2 separate regions of the Mus musculus genome follow, and region 2 is linked to region 1. A link is a contact called in public capture Hi-C data. All regions are on one chromosome and are shown on one strand. The core of a region is the stretch at or near the end of the contact, and the rest is flanking DNA. Distances in the headings are between cores, read along the strand shown. Region 1 overlaps Pvt1 (Pvt1 oncogene). Region 2 has its middle 54 kb from the start of 4930449C09Rik.

The links. Capture Hi-C pulls out chosen DNA fragments and counts their contacts.
Region 2: a capture Hi-C map of bone marrow-derived macrophages shows a contact between it and region 1, with 12 times the contacts expected there. The contact joins two enhancer-like sites. A contact is called at or near these places in 2 of 484 Hi-C or Micro-C datasets (embryonic fibroblasts and myeloid progenitors), 1 of 115 datasets of contacts at active chromatin or transcription factors (T-cell acute lymphoblastic leukemia) and 2 of 9 other capture datasets (bone marrow-derived macrophages and embryonic stem cells).

Annotation. Positions count from the first base shown.
Region 1 is chr15:62,053,256-62,058,157 of GRCm38.p6, reverse strand. The region is part of intron 1 of Pvt1 (Pvt1 oncogene); the gene reads right to left. Among named protein-coding and RNA genes, the nearest start is that of Pvt1, 18 kb to the right of the region's middle. Within about 2 kb of position 1,582, at least 71 of the 459 cell types and tissues checked have an H3K27ac peak or open chromatin away from gene starts, as enhancers often do. A contact at or near this core is called in bone marrow-derived macrophages, where this site is marked.
Region 2 is chr15:63,661,903-63,667,242 of GRCm38.p6, reverse strand. No RefSeq gene overlaps it. Among named protein-coding and RNA genes, the nearest start is that of 4930449C09Rik, 54 kb to the left of the region's middle. Within about 2 kb of position 1,507, at least 16 of the 459 cell types and tissues checked have an H3K27ac peak or open chromatin away from gene starts, as enhancers often do. A contact at or near this core is called in bone marrow-derived macrophages, where this site is marked.

The DNA.
Region 1 (4,902 bases), core at 333-2,832:
TCTCAGCACTTAGGAGGGAGAGGATGGATCAGAACTTAATGGTTGCCTTTGATTACACAGTAAGACTGAGGCTATCTAATGATGTGTGACATCCTAGAGAAAAAGCAATTATTTTACTAAATGATTTTATATTATGGGACAAGACACTCTCAAGAGAGATGGAAGGACAGCCCAGAAAATAGAAAGGAAATATCAAGAACTATGTATCTGAGAGGGAACTGACATCATGGAACTTTTATAACACAATAACTACAATAGTAACAAAAGATTCTCTGAAAATATTCGGGTATCCAATGGGTACATAAAAAGACACTCGTCAGTAGTCATTAGAGAAATGCAATTCAAAGCAGAGTGAGACCAGGCAGATGGTGCAGGAGGATGGCAATGTCAGAGACCAGCCTGGGCCAGTCACTTTCACAGAGATGGTGTAAGAGAGCAGCCAGAGTCCTAGACTCCAAGTTGAACAGCAAGTTCCACAGCTGGCAGGGAAGTGAAAGTGCTTAACAGATAGACTTTCAGTCTGAGATAATGAAGAAAGTTCTAGAAATAGTTAATAGGGAAGGCTGTGCAATGAATGTACTCCAAGTCATTGAACTGTATTCTACAGAAAAAAAAAAAAAAATGAGCAAAAGAAAAGATAGGGTGGGTGAAGAGGCTAGGGTAACGGGAAATAGACTCTTGCTATGATACCCAAGCTGGCCCTGAGCTCACTCGGTAGCCAAAGCTGGTCTCAACCTCTTCCTGCCTTATTTCCCAAATAGCTTAGCTTTCAGGCTTGTACCACAGGGACTGTGGCCTCCACCATTTGTGAGCGTGGAAGAATACTAGGGAACGGGGTTAACATCTGAATGACACTGTATTAGAGTTGTGACCAATACAAAGTAATGGCAGGATGCGCTTATCTCCCTTAAGGTTTATTCTCACTTTTCATTTATGTGTCCTGTGCACATCCGTGTGAATGTACATTAGATGCACAGAGGCCAGAAGAGGGTGTTGGACGCTCCCAAAGCCGGAGGCACTGGCAATTTTGAGATGCCAGATGTGGGTGTTTCCGACAGGACTTTGGTCTTCGCTAAGAACACCAAACATTCTTGACCGGTGAGCTTCCTCCGCAGCCCCCAGCTTGTGACTGTGTTAATGACACAGTTTCCTCCTCTTTGCCCTTTCTCTCACTCCACCTTTCTCAGAGACAAAGGCTGGGACCTTCCAGGAAGAAGATTCCTCTTTACTGTCCCTCTGGACAATCTCGAATACCTCCGGGTCCACGTCAAGCTCCACTCCCTTTGTGTCCCTATCCAATTTCCTCTTACAACTCGCAGGAAGATGGTAAAAAGCTCAATAAAATGGAAAATGATTTAAAAAAAAAAAAAAAAAAAAACCCTGCATAAAATGACATGTGGCTATTCTCCTCAGGATGGGAAGTTGGTTTTTCTTCCTCAAGCAACCCTGCTACAATCTCTTCCTGTCTGTGGAGAGAAATGTGACAGTCATTCTGATCTTCCAGTGAAATCCTCACTCAGTGGCTAAGCAGCCAGCAAGGGAAAGGTCACAGAGCAGTTGGGAAACTCATGATAGCCCACGCAACAGGAACAAAGAACCGGCATGTGTTGAGAAAGCGGAGAGGGAAGAGAAATGAGCAGGCCTATGTAGAATGCAGGAAGTGGTGGCTTTTCCAGCTCTGTATGGCCTGGAAGTTGAGGGGAGACTGAAGGGAGTGGCTCAATTCTAGGCAGATAACTCTAAGGAAAGATCAGTTAACTCTGGGTCAGGAGATGTCAGGTGGCCAAAATAGCATTCAAGTCCACTGCCATGCAAGTAGAGCATGCCTGCCATGAGTGCTGTTGTCTGAAGGGATATGGGGATACAGAGTCATGGCCCAACAGAAGGAGCTACGTCAACCTAAGGGGGGAAGCCCTATAGCCTGAAGGCTGCAATCTACTGGCCCGAAACAGTTGTTCCTTTGGCCTGGGACTTCCCTTAAAATCTGAATTGAACATACTTGAAATCAGGAGAGGGTTTGTTCTATCTCACTTTGTGGGGGGCAGAGTGGGGGGTGCAATGGTTAACATTCATTGTCAGCTTGACAGGATCTAGGAGCATCTAGGTGAGCCACCTCTGACAAAGCCTACGAAGGAGTTTCTAGACTGGGTTAGCTGAGATGGAAAGATCTACCCTGAATGTGGGCAACACATTTTCAACCGGCTGAATTCTAGGACTTACTGACAAGGAGAAAGGGGGCTGAAAGCAGCGCTCATCTCTCCGCGTCCTGACTACAATTGCAGTGTGAACAGCTGCCTCATGTTCCTGTTACAGTGACGTTCCCACAGTAAGTGACTGAATCCTCTCAAATGTATCCCCCAAAGCACCCTTTCCCCCTTAATGTAACTCCATCAGGTTTTTGACTGAGGCAATGAAAGAAAGTAACTAATACAGTCTCACACCGTACAGTCCTAGCTAACCTCAAACTTACGATCTCCCTGCCTCTGCCTCCCTGATGCTACCACACCCAGCAGAAATCAAGCGTTTTTTTTTTATATTTTAAAAGCTCCCTCGTCGTATTCTTTCCCCCTTGGTGTAGTGGGGATGTTGAAGAGTAAACCCAGGTCATCATGTGCTCCCAGCAAGTGCTGTACTCTGACTCTGTCCCCCAGCCCAGCCTTCTCTTTGAAAGACAGAAAGCTCTGCTTCCGCATCTTTGTTAGCAAGAGTAGGAAGACGGTACTGTCAAAGGACAGTTGCTCCTCCTAAGGAAGACTGCAACTATCAATGTCTCCTATTGTACTGTAAGTTCCAGGTGCACCTGGGATATTTGCATCTAATTTGCTCATATTCCTGAGAGGACTTGGAGCCCTGCAGGGGTATGATGCTTCTGCAGCTCATACTAAGGTCAGCACTCAGAAGCTGCTAGAGTTAAAGATTGCTCGCTTCCTGGAGGAGGTGACCTTTACACTGCATCTTAAAGCCAACACTGCAGTTCCCTCAATGAGGAAGTGGGAAAGCATCAATTCTTATCCCAGGACCAGACTGGCTAAGGGTCATGCAATTGTGAGGCATGAAATTCAAAATCATCGACAGAGATAAAGCTTCTGGAAGAATCCAATCATCCCAATGATTTAGACCTACACTGGCTGACTGTTTCTGCTGCTACCCAAGCCGGGGGCATCCTCAGGGCAAAAGGACGCAGACTCTGAAGTTCAGCAGGGGAGGGTGTGGAAAGCCTATATACACCATTCACTCAGTAATTCAATAAACACTCACCGTGCGCCTATAGAGAGCAGACGCCCAATAACAATGACAAACCATTAAAAGCTTTTTAAGTACATGATTTTAAGTCCAGTTTGCAGCCAGCCAGAATGTGCTTCTCCTAGAGAAAGGATAAGAAGAGGACAGGGATGTTAAGATGCTCCTTCCTGAAATAAAGGAAGCGAAGCTGAGAAGCAGAGTAGCAGGATTTAGTATCAGCTCCTCAGAGCTTCCATGGACCGTAGCTTCACTAACAAGCTGAGAGTGTCCGCTTGCTTCCAGATGCACTCTTAAACCCCCTCCTTGTTAGCCGAGTGTGGTAACTCACACCTTTAATCCCACTCAGGAGGCAGAGGCAAGTGGATCTCTGAGTTCAAAGCCAAGCTGGTCTACAAAGTGAGTTACGGGGACAGCCAGGGTTACAAAGAAGCCCTGTCTCAAAACAAGCAAGCAAGCCAGGCGTGGTGGCGCACGCCTTTAATCCCAGCACCTGGGAGGCAGAGGCAGGTGAATTTCTGAGTTGGAGGCCAGCCTGGTCTACAAAGTGAGTTCCAGGATAGCCAGAGCTATACAGAGAAACCCTGTCTCAAAAAACCAAAAAACAAAAAACAAAACAAAACAAAACAAAACAAAAAAACAAGCAAACAAACAAAAAACAAAACAAAACAAAAAAGAACAAAAAAAACTTACATGATAGCATACACCCATATGGCACAATTACTAAAATACATCTCTCCCTTTTGCACTCACAGACTTTAATTTTATTTTTTAAATCTGCTCTTCCTTTTAAAAGGAATAAGCACGCAGGGAATGTCTTTCTGACAGAAAAAGCACGTACGGAATGTTCAGAGTCATGATAGAGAAGAAATACAGCCTTCGGCCCCTATCGGAAGGACAGAAGCCAGGGCCAATTAAGCCAGCTAAGCATCACCAGAGCCCGAGACCACAGAACAGCACCCAAGGCCTGCAGCCAGCCCCCAACCACTCTCCAGATCCCCTCCCAGTGCACACTTCTGGAGAGCTGTCACCCACAGTGACAGGGCAAGGCGGGCTGGGGGGGGGGTGGGAATATAGAACAGCTGAAGGAAACTGGAGGCCCCTCAGGCTGTGTATTCCAGCTATAAACCAGTCTGGCCAGCTAGGGCAGTCTGGCCTCAGCCTCAGGGGCTTCTCTGAACTCAATGCAAGCAGAGTTTATATAGACAAGAGTGGTCTCTTTAAAAGCTCAAGTCTGACTGCTAGGATCCTAACAATACTGCCCAATTCCTGAGTCATGACTTCAGTGGGACCCAGCTGTGGACCCAAGCTTGATGGAGACAAAGGCTTATGCTCTCTGCTACTGCAATTCCATAAACTCCAGGGGACTTTCCATGCACAGGCCTTTTCCTTTTCCTATTTCCTTTTGATACTGGTAAAAAAAAAAGTCCAATACTCAACTGGAGAACAACCCATACTCTCTCTCGGTCACATAAACTAGAATATGCAGACACATCTGGCATAGCATTCTGATCTCACTTCTGCCCTAGTTCAAAATCAGTCACATTCCCTCCGGGCAAGATTAGAGCACCTCAGGTGATATCAAAAGACCCCTGACTACAGTCCGGGCCCATCTAGACTCAAACATTACCATTCAGACAGAAGTCCTTTCTATTTCCAAAA
Region 2 (5,340 bases), core at 258-2,757, 1.6 Mb before region 1:
AAAAGAGCAAACACTGCTTTCCCTGATTAGTGCTGTGGGAAATAAAATTGGATGCATATTCGGAGAATTTTCTAGTTTATTTACTATTCACTTTCTCATTAATTTATGAATCAACATTCACTCGTTCATCCCTTGGGTGGGGGGGGCTGCCCTTTTCTGAAGAAAAAATGAGGAGGACTGGATGTCAAGGGAGTAGGCAGGGGGTGGTAGTGGTAGTGGAGGGAGGAAGGGGATGTAATGTATGAGAGAATGAATTAAAAATATTAAGTAGTCATACACAGGACTAGTGTCTATCACATTGAGACAGGGTCTCTCTATATCCCCGACTCTCCTAGAATTCACTATGTGGACCAGACTTGCTTTAAACTCATGAAGATCCATTTTGCTTCTGTCTCCTGACTGTTGGGATTAAAGGCATGCCCTACCATGCTCAGAAAGCTCTAGCCCTTTCAGAGAGTTGACTTCTGATGTAGACAGTCTACCAGTGTAAAATTAGAGATCCGGTTACAGTTTTCAAGGGATAACTTTGGACGCTAGAAAAATTTAAGTAGTATCAGATGAATAGACTCTAACTTAATGGAACCTATGATCTGGATAAGGCTTAAGGTTAAAAAAATATTAAATGAATACTAAGGAAAAAAATCAAGATGTGGAAACAAAAGATGGCTATTTGGATGGATATTCATCTGTGTAATGGGGTGCTATAGATGATGCAAAGTATATTAACTTTCTCTGTGTGTGCTCTTTGTACATATGTTTATTCCAGTGTGTACCATGTGTGTATACAGAGGCCAGAGAAGGGCTGGTGTCCTGTCCTCTCATTCTCTCATTGAACCTGGAGCTAAGCTGCTGGTGAGCTTTTCCAGAGGTTCTGACCCTGCTCCCTCTCCAAAGCTGGTGTTATAGAGGCATGGTCTGCCAAACCCAGGTTCTTGTGTGTGTGTGTGTGCTAGAAATTTGAACTCAGGTGTTCATGCTTGCATAGTAGACACTCTTAGCTACTGAGTCATCTCTGTAGCCCAAAGGCATATCATTTTAATGAATAGATATCTATTCTATATAGTATTTATGTCAAGTATACTATAAAACACATTTGAGATTTTCATAAAATATACTTGAAGGATCATATATATGCATACATGTAGAATGTAAATACTCAGGTTGGTTATCTGATTTGAAAGTAATTGCTTAATTTTTCTGCCACATTTTTTGGCCTTATTTATATTGTCATTATTATTTTTTTTTGGAGGAGGATATGTTTTAATATGTGGTCAGTAAGAAAACAGCCAAAACAAATTATTCTTTTAGTTCTTAAAGGAGTTAGACAGCAAAATCAATTGTAGTTCAGATGGAAGGAATCCCAGTGGCCTTCAGGGAAGAGGTGGCCTCTTGGAAAATTAGTCTTAATAACAAAATGACCCTTAAATAGTGAGGATGGGGAAAGAGGAAGTAGCAGCAGGAGGAGGAAATGCCCCTGGAGCACATGCTCTGGAGTGATGTCACTACTGAGCTCTTAATTCTAAGTGTGGCCAGCTGCACGAGGTGGGCGCCATCATCACCTCACTTAGCAGAGCAGAGTGTCATGACTCATGTTGCTATAAATCTCCAACCCAAATAAGCCCGGGCAGTGAAAACACAACTCAATTAATATGAGTACAAGCTGTGCGCCTAGATTGGGCAGATCTACACTACCATCTTCCCCATGTCAGAGACCTCTTATAACTTGCGGTTTCTCCAGGCCATGTGCTTCTACTCTACTTTCCTTCTTCTTCCTCCTCCGTCGTCCTCTCTCTCTTTCTCTCCCCAAATCTTCAGCTCCGCCTCTCCCTTTTTCTCTGCCTAATCACCGGCTCTAGCTCTTATTTATAAATTAAGGTGGGAAGAAGGTTTGCAGGAAATCACCAGAGTGCTGACTCTTTCCTTGTTCGCAGCCCCTTAGAGAAGAACAGAGTTAATATCAAATACAATTAGCCTCAGGGCTATCTGCAACAGACTCTGGTAGGTTAGATGACTCTGCAAGGCAAAGCATGAATCTGGAAGACAAAACCAATTTGCATACTGGCAATTGCTGCGTTTCCCAGCTGGAATAGTTCATGGCTTGCTGGCTGTCATTCATATGTTGAGACATTGTTTATGTGTGGTCTGTGAAAGGACTGGACTAGGAGTTTGTAGGGCAGTGGCCTCTTCATCACTGTTGTCTATCAGTGTAGCCCTGGGAGGGCTCAGTAACTCCGGTAGTGTTTACTTCATGAAGTGTTTGGAGAGATTCAAATGAGACAGTAAGCTTGCCAGGCCTTTGTAAACTGTGCAGTCATGTCAAGGATTGTTTTTTATATCTGAAGATTTTGTCATAGTGGATTTCTTTTTCCAAGCCAGGTAAACTTGATTTTTAGAATTGTCAATGGCACTCCTGCAAAGAAAGAGACACGGTCTAGAAATCTGTGTAAAGAAGCGGGAAAATGCAGAGAACTTATTCCTTTGATGCTTATTTACAACCAAGTGGAGATGAGACAGTTGACATGGGAACCAGCCATTCAGGAGAGCCTTGAGATTTGCATCTAAGTCTAGGTGATGCCAAGCCTCGTGCTTGGATGAGATGGTTGAGGTAGTGAGTGTTGAGAGAGGAAAGGAGGAGACGCAGGTATGAGCTCCTGGGGTCTTCACCATTTGAAGTGATGCTAACAGCCTTCCATCCAGTTGATGGAAGTAGCATCATTTAAGAAACATGGCTTTAATTTCCCCTTACTCCAGCCCTGGAATAGAGTTTACATGCTAAGAGAGGCAAGCCGAAGAGGGCGGAGGCTGCCACATGAGGGGAAAGAGGTGTTCAGATCATACATACCATGGCTTCCAAATTGGTACCCAATATTGACTCCGAAATTCTAAACAGGGGTAAACTGGCCCATGCAACAGAGGATTCCACTCTCTGTCTAGGAGGGTTTATTGATGTTCTTAAACTTAAAAATCTACCATAAGTTGAAAATACAATAAGTTAAAGTGAATTTAGTAATCAAAGTTACCAAGCATTATAGCTTAACAACCTGGGGCACTAGAAGCAGTTGTCAATCTCCCCAGCCAGCTAAACTTCGAGTTGCCATTCAATATCATTGCCTAGCACTGAAAGAGTATTGTACCATGATCATGGACCACTGAGTGCATATATTAGTTAGTGCAAGGCTATACTGAAATCAACATACAAGACCACTAGAAGTGTATATAGAAGTGTATATAGATTCTGGATCATTATAAAGCAAAACAAAAATATTAGTTGAACCTCTATATGCTGGGCACTGTCTGTTCTTCAATTGAAACAATGCACAGATGAGTTCTAGTCCAGGGACATTCTAAAAAAAAATAACACAGAGTGGATCAAAGCATGGACTGTAGGAGATACAGATCTAAAACTCTGAGAAGAGAAGGCACTCAAGTCCCAGCCACCGACTAGTGACTCTTGTTGAACTCTTAGCTTTGGTGTCATGAGCCCAAGCAGCAAAGGGAAATTGAGAAAGTAGGTCTGTGTACTTCAGCCTGGAACTAGGAAAGATGCTGATATATACAACAGTACTGATGGGGGCATTCTGCTGGGTAGAGTAAGCCAGCCTCAGAAGAACATGCGCCATGCTATTAACTGTAAAGATAGGACCCAGAAGCAGTCCAAATCATAGAGACAGAAAGTAGAAAGTGGTTTGTTGGGCAGCTGGTGAGAGAGGAAGAGTTATTATAATTTAAGACCATAGAGCTTGAGTTTGGTGAAATGAGGAGTCCTGCAGACCTAGCTGTGATGGTTGCAATGGAATAGGATGCATTTACTATCACTAAGCTACGTGCTTTTAAGAGTAGTTAACGTGACACCCTTTCTATAATGTGTAGTTTGCCACAATAAAAAGAAAACAGAGGAAACCTAGTCCATTTCACACATTTCTGTGCTGCAGAGAACATTGCAGACGTTTCCCTCTTCCATGTACTCTTATTTGGACTGTCACTAGAAGGTCCCATCCTCATTCAGGATGGGTCTTCCTGTTTTAAATAACTTGATCAATTTATTTCCTTTTAGGAGTGGCCAGTGGCTTGGTTTTGGTTGACTTCCTGTCCAGTCAATGTGATAACAAAAGTTAGCCATTCAAAGGATGACTTATTAATGAGTTAATAGGCCATCTCAAGAGTGGCTCTGCCACAGAAGGCAATTTGGCGAAGACCAGTGGTTCTCAGCCTTCCTAATGCTGTGACTCTTTAATACAGTTCCTCATGATGTGGTGATGCCCAACCAGAAACTATTTTTGTTGCTACTTCATAATTATGAGTCATATTACTTCAAATCATAATGTAAATATATGATATGTAGGATCTCTGATATGCAATTCCCCACTCGGTTGCAACTCACAGGTTGAGAACTGCTGGTTAAACCTGTCCTGTGTGTGTGTGTGTGTGCATATGTGTGTGTGTGTGTGTGTGTGTGTGTGTGTGTGTGTATGTGTGTGTGTGTTTGCCTGTGGCCCACTGATCCTCTGTACTGTCTTGAGACAGCCAGCAAGAAGATGACCACTAGATGTTACTGCTTAAACCTCGACCAGAACCGTGAGCCCAAACCAATCTCTCTTCTTTGTTACTCACCAAATAGGTAGAACTATGTTATTCACAACATAAAGCTCACTAAGAAGTGTATTGACTCATGAAACTGCTAAAGAATGAGTTTTAAAAACTGGGGTAGAGTAGATGCTCATGGTGATCTTTTTTTCTTCTGCAGCAGAAAAAAGGGCAGATACTTGAGAGAAAGGTATGTGTGGATTTTCTTGTGTAAATGATTTTGGCTTTCTCAGTTCAATAGTGTGCTAAATCGATGGATTCTTGGGGAGGGAGAGCCATTGTCTTTCGATGTCTACCCAGCTGGGATCTCAGCAGGCTCCAATGGATAGTTCTAAACCGATGGCCACACAGAAGGTGGGTCACAAAACAAAAAGGCATGGATGTGGGAAATGTATGTGTGTGTATGTATATGTGTATGTGTGTGTGTATGTATATGTGTATATGTATATATGCATATATGTATATATGTATATACACACATATATGCACACACATCTATCTCTATCTATGTATCTATCTATCTATCTATCTATCTATCTATCTATCTATCTATCTATAGTCAAAGAAGAGATTTAGCAGAAAAGGAAAAAAAGCATTTTTTTAGGTATCACCAGAGAAAATGTACACTGTACAGAGGGAGTTCAGAGTAAAGCCTGGGGATTTGACACGGTTTCCTAGAAGAGGTGACACCTGAGGCTGATGCTCAAGGTTCAGTGAGAGTTACCATCAAAGAAGGATGAAAAAAGCATCCTGTGC